Linked DNA regions of Rattus norvegicus: region 2 is linked to region 1. The links are chromatin contacts, called in public Hi-C maps. All regions are on one chromosome and are shown on one strand. The core of a region is the stretch at or near the end of the contact, and the rest is flanking DNA. Distances in the headings are between cores, read along the strand shown.

Evidence for each region. A called contact is a pair of places that touch in the nucleus more often than the background predicts.
Region 2: a Hi-C map of prefrontal cortex shows a contact between it and region 1, with 1.9 times the contacts expected there. The contact joins the promoter of Lrch1 here to the enhancer-like site in region 1. A contact is called at or near these places in 8 of 12 Hi-C or Micro-C datasets (the Rat2 cell line, Schwann cells, frontal cortex and 4 more) and 1 of 1 datasets of contacts at active chromatin or transcription factors (oligodendrocytes).

What each region holds. Positions count from the first base shown.
Region 1 is chr15:56,492,130-56,494,829 of GRCr8, reverse strand. The region is part of intron 18 of Lrch1 (leucine rich repeats and calponin homology domain containing 1); the gene reads left to right. Among named protein-coding and RNA genes, the nearest start is that of Esd, 40 kb to the right of the region's middle. Within about 2 kb of position 1,334, at least 12 of the 93 cell types and tissues checked have an H3K27ac peak or open chromatin away from gene starts, as enhancers often do. A contact at or near this core is called in prefrontal cortex, where this site is marked.
Region 2 is chr15:56,657,684-56,660,484 of GRCr8, reverse strand. It overlaps Lrch1 (leucine rich repeats and calponin homology domain containing 1), which reads left to right and starts at 1,385. Exons shown (of 19, transcript NM_001134727.1): 1 at 1,385-1,819. The coding sequence starts at 1,561.

The DNA of each region.
Region 1 (2,700 bases), core at 85-2,584:
GGCACCATGACCAAGGCAACTCTTACAGGGGAAAGCATTTACTTGGGGGCTTGCCTCTAGTTCCGGAGATTTAGTCCATCACAGTGTAGAACCCGATAGCATGCAGGTAAGCACGGTGCCAGAGAACTGGTTCAGAGCTGCATCCTGGTCTTCAGGCACAGATTGACAGCAACAACTGACCAATCCGACGTTGTCAGAGTAGAGTCCTTCACGGCTAAGGAAGCAGCAGCTCAGCCAGCAGAGGTTAAGAGCCAGAATATGGAAAGAACTCGACTGACAGCAGAACACTAAAGGAGTAAGAAGTTCCATGCATGAATAGGCGAATGAGTGGAGGAGGAGGAGGCCATTCTCAGACGTACAAGTGGCTAATCGATACCTGGAAAAAACGTTCATTGTTCTTAGCCACCAAGGGACTTCTAAAACCAAACCATCGTTGTCAGAGGGCTGCCATTAAGAGAAACGCAGCATTAAGAAATGAGCAGAGATGCTAGTGAGGGTGGAAATGGTGCTTACAGCATTGAGAGTCAGAATGGCAGCTCCTCAGAAGCCTGGAAAATGTCTGAGTGACCCAGCTCTGCTGTTCCTGGGTACACACTTGAAAGAACCCACACCAGCATTCCACAGAGACACCCATACACCAGCGGGAGCACTGTAGGCCGCAGTGGGCAAGCTTGGAGTTAGCCTAGGTGTCCATCAGAGACAGTCAGCGAGGAAAATGTGCACCGTCTGCACCATGCTCTTTGCCTTCATCGATAAGAGTGGAAAAACTTGATGATGTTGTGCAGGAAAATGGATGGAACTGGTGGTCATCATTTCATAAATAAGCCAGACTCAGAGTGACTGATGTTGCATGCTTTGTCCTGTACACAGAACCTAGGTAGTAGTAATAATAATAATTTAATAATAATGATAAATGTGGAAATAGATGAGGTGGGCATTTTGAGTGGAGGAAGGGAAGAGGACTAACTGGAGGAGTAAATATGACCAAAGTCCGTCCATATATATACTACATATATACATTATATATAGTACATATATATTTATATATGGCATATAAGCTAACTCATAGCAAAAGAGCATTCATTTTAGCTGGCAGTGTTGGCTCAAGAGGCAGAGGCAGGCGGCGAGCCCTGTGGTTCCCAGACCTGTCTAACATACATGGTGAGTTCCAGGCTAGCTACACAGTGAGACTGCCTCAAAGGAAAAAAGAATCACTTATTTTTTAGACAGGCAGACATCCAGATTTTCTATGAAAACTGGGCCTGCTGCCCCATCTGTCTCTCTTCTGTGAGGGAGAGCCCATCCTGTTTGGAGAGTGAGTCAGTCCTTACTAGCAATTGCAGTCACATACTTGTACTTAATCTAAGCTTGTTTCTAGACTCTGCTGGTTGTTATCCCTCCCACCCCCTAAATGGGAAATTAAATCAGCATTTGCCTCAGATGAGTTCTGAGTGAATTAGCTGTTTTGCAAATGTTTTCAGTCATTATGAGTATTTTGTAAAAGAACGAGGGCGTGTAGCCTCTGCAGATCTCCTGCTTTGGTGTTTTCTGATTTAATTCTCAGCGATAAGAGCATATTATAACCCCAGGAAACCCCAGTTCTCTCAGGGGCTTTCTTCATGCTTAGCATCACTTTGAGGGCTGGAGCTGTGGCTGTTGGACACATGCTGTGGGGCTGAGGTAGACACTAGTTCTCAGCAGCCCACCATGTTCCTCAGTCATTTGCCTCCAAACCAGGCTTAGTCAGTCCTGATCTTTTTTTTCTTTCTTTCTTTCTTAGAGGTCATAATTTAATTTAAAGGACTATAACCTGAGATGCTGGGCTTCTCTGCTTTAATTAAGCCTAGCTTCTGTGACATAGTGAGATTGATTCTTCAATGAAAGGGGTTGTCTGAGTCCTTTACTTCCCCAGAAGTAGACTTCCGAATGCCCATCTCACCTGTAGAAATTGCCCTCCAAGCCGCACGGTGGTCTGAGCCCTGCAGTGCCCTGCTGCTGACTAGAGAGTTCTTTGGTGGTCTTGCTTGGGTTTTGTTTTGTTTGTTTTGTTGACAGTCTTGTCACATACTCAGCGTCCTCAGGGCTGGGATTATAAGTGGGTGCCACCCCTAGTGACGTGTTTCGCTTCTGTCATGGAGGTAGTCCAAGAAAGTCACATTTCAGCTTGTGTTTGTCTCTTACGTCTGATTCTCTAAGTGTCACAGTAGAAAGTTCTTCCTACAGTAGAAACCTTCTCTGTGGGAAGGAGCTATTCCCATCGATTAATCCTTGGCCAGTGAGATCCAGGTTACGGGTGGCTGTCTGAATTCTTAGGAGTTCTCTTAACAGCGCTATCTTGGTTCTCCGAGATCCACTGTGAAAACGTGTGAGATTGGCTAGATTTAACATGATTTGTTAATTTTAAAATATTTTTTTTTTGTTAGACCTGGAGAGATGGCCTATTGACTAAGAGCACTTGCTACTCTTGAGGAGAACCTGAGTTCTGTTCCCAGCACACCGAAGCCACAATAGTCTTAACTTCTACACCTAGGTCACCTGGTGCCCTCTTCTGGGTCTCTGTGTGTGTGTGTGTGTGTGTGTGTGTGTGTGTGTGTGTGTGTGTGCGCGCGCGCGCGCACGTGCATATGAAAGCACATAAATCTTTAAATTATCTCTTGTTAAGAGCATCTCTACCATGGTAAAGGATTTACATGGTCATCA
Region 2 (2,801 bases), core at 136-2,635, 170 kb before region 1:
GGATTCTCTGAAAAGAGCCCTAAGCCCACGGGAAATGACTTGCAAGAACTGACAGGCAAGATTGAATGAAATAAAAAAATGCTTCTCCACCACAAAGGAAGCAACAGAGCGAAGAGACCGTCTACAGAGCAGGGTGAAAAAACTAAGCTTAAGGCAGTTTATGAAAGTCATGAGAGATTCGAAGGGAGTGGAGCCAGCAGGATGGGGTTGGGGTAGAGAGTATCACACCACTAGGTGGCGCCTGTTTCTTCCGGGAATTTGCTCTCAGCCTGGAATCTCAGGAATTAAGGGGTAGCCCTGTAGTGAAGTCCATGCAAGTGACATAGATCATGAAGTCACTAGGTCCACGAGGCTGCCTAGACTATCACAGGTATGTATCACTGTATGCATGATAAAGTTGTATCAAGCTTGGTCCCAGGGAGTTGGCTGTCAAGGTGTGGGAAGGGAGTGGGGCTTTATCAGTCTTCCAGCTGGGTGGCCTTTAGGTGACACAGGTCCTCTGGCTCTTCCCTGGTGTGCAAACCCTGGCTCAGTGGCCACTGTAGGTCACCCCCATGGCAGAACATTTGTTTGCAATCAGTTCAATTCCTATGCCCCACGTGGATAAGAAGTAGGCGCACGCTGAAAATTCCATAGCACCTAAGCTTAGGTTAAGACGTGACCTTTTGGATTGTTAGATCTTCGGTGTTTTAACTCCTGGAGTAATAATTTAGGACTCATTTTCCCTCATGACAATGTATTTTATCATAAAAATCACCCTTTGTCAAAGTCCTTCCTCTAGATTTGTCTATTTGCATTTAAGTCTGGTCCCTGTGGTCTGCAGTGAAGGTGCAAAATTTTGGTGACTGTGGGCTGTGGGTTCGAATTCCGTATCACTTTTGCAGGGGTGATCTCGGCTCAGTTTAACTTCCTCTCTCAACTGAAGGAAGCAATTTTTCCACTCACGGACTTCCTGGATTCAATGAGAGAATTTGTGCAGCAAGCACCTAAATGCCAGGGGGCGTCAGTGAGGGTAAATCCACAAGTGGAAAAACTGCCTTTTGGGGGTAACTCTGGGTCAATCAGCCAGAATCACTCTTCTCACTGTGACCTTGTATTCCAAATCTGGTCTCCTGCCTCTACCCGTTTTCACAAACGGCTTTAAAACAAAACAAAACAAAACCCAAAAGACAAAAATCAAACTGACAAAATACCCTGACCCACAGTGTGTTAAACCCCAAGAGGTCGGGCCGGAGTGAAAATCACCCAGAATGTGCATCCAGTTCCAGCCAGCTTCAGGGGGTGGAGCGCAGAGAAGCTGAGGAGGAGGAGCAGCAGCGGGCGGGGGCGCGGGCACGAGCAGACACAGGCGCGCCGCTGCCGCTGCCGCCGCCGTCGCCGCCCTCGGCTTCCCCCGCTGGAAACGTTGGTGATCAAGCGAGCTGTGCTGCCTCCAGCTCTGCGCCGCCCGCCGCCCCTCCCGTAGTCCCGCGGCTTTCGAGGGAGCGCTGCGGAGACTCGGGGCCGCCGGGGAAACCTGTGACCCCGCGCAGGAGCGGCGGGGCGGGGGACCGGGAGAAGATGGCGACGCCGGGAAGCGAACCCCAAGCTTTCGCGCCCGCCCTCTCGGTAACCGCCCTGCACCCGCATATCCACCAGCACCACCAGCACCACGGAAGCACGGGCAGCGCGGGCTTCAACCTGCCCTTGAACCGTGGTTTGGAGCGCGCGCTAGAGGAGGCAGCCAATTCTGGGGGCTTGAACCTGAGCGCCAGGAAGCTGAAGGAATTTCCCAGGACTGCAGCCCCGGGACATGACCTCTCGGACACGGTTCAGGCAGGTGAGACAGGGCCGGGGCTGCCCACGCGTGTGTGGGGCTGTCGCGCCTTTCCGCCGGGCCCGAGTGTGTTGCTCGATTGGCTCGCCAGAAGAGGGTTCTGCAATGTGCGCGCGGTGGTTGTAGCGGGCACGGTGGCCCGCTTGGCCCGGCGACCTGCGACCGTGGTGCAGGAGCGCAGGGATGCGCCCAGAAGCCGTGCCTGGCGCGCGGGAAGTGGGGGATCTCAGGCGACCGCGAGCGAGTCGGGAACACGAACCAGATCCTGGACCTCTACATGGAAACATTTTGCGTCCCGGTGGGTGGGAAAGCCCAGACAAAGGTGGCCGGCCCTCGGCCAACCCTGTCCTCTCCTCGTAGTGTCGCGGCCCCGACCACCGCGCCGCGCCGCGCGACCGTGGCTTGCTGCAGCCAGAGAGGCGGTGCCAGCCTTGGTTCTGCGCCTGTGCGAGCAAGAGGCTGGTGTCTGGCTCCCCACCCACACATTTTCCCTCCACCGGGGCTCCCCGATTCTCACTAACCCGGTCTTTGCGGGGGCCCTGGAGGGGAAGCGTGGCGTAGTAAATGAAAAGTAATTAAAGTGAGCCTGTTTGCCAGTGTGAGCCCGGCAAGTTGTAACCCGCACCAAAGAACAGCCGGCTTCTTCAAGTTGTGTCATGTGTTGACATATTTCGGAGATGTCTTCTTTTCCTTTAGTAGTCAAGAGTTGTGGGAGTGAATCCATAAACAGGAAGGAGGGTGGTGGAAGAGGGTTGGGGCCTTGGGAATCCGTGCAGATCTGACTTAGTTTCCGACCATCCGGTTCCGCTCTTTGCGGGACCGTTTGTACCCCGGCGAACACCTTGCATTTCCCGGGGCAGTGGGTGCCCCGTTTTTTTGAGCCACTGCTGTCGTTGCCTCTTCCGACGTGCATCAGGTCTCTTAGGGTTCTGAATTGCTTGACTTTCAGATCAGGGTCCTTCAGCTTCTTATAAAGGAAGATTAG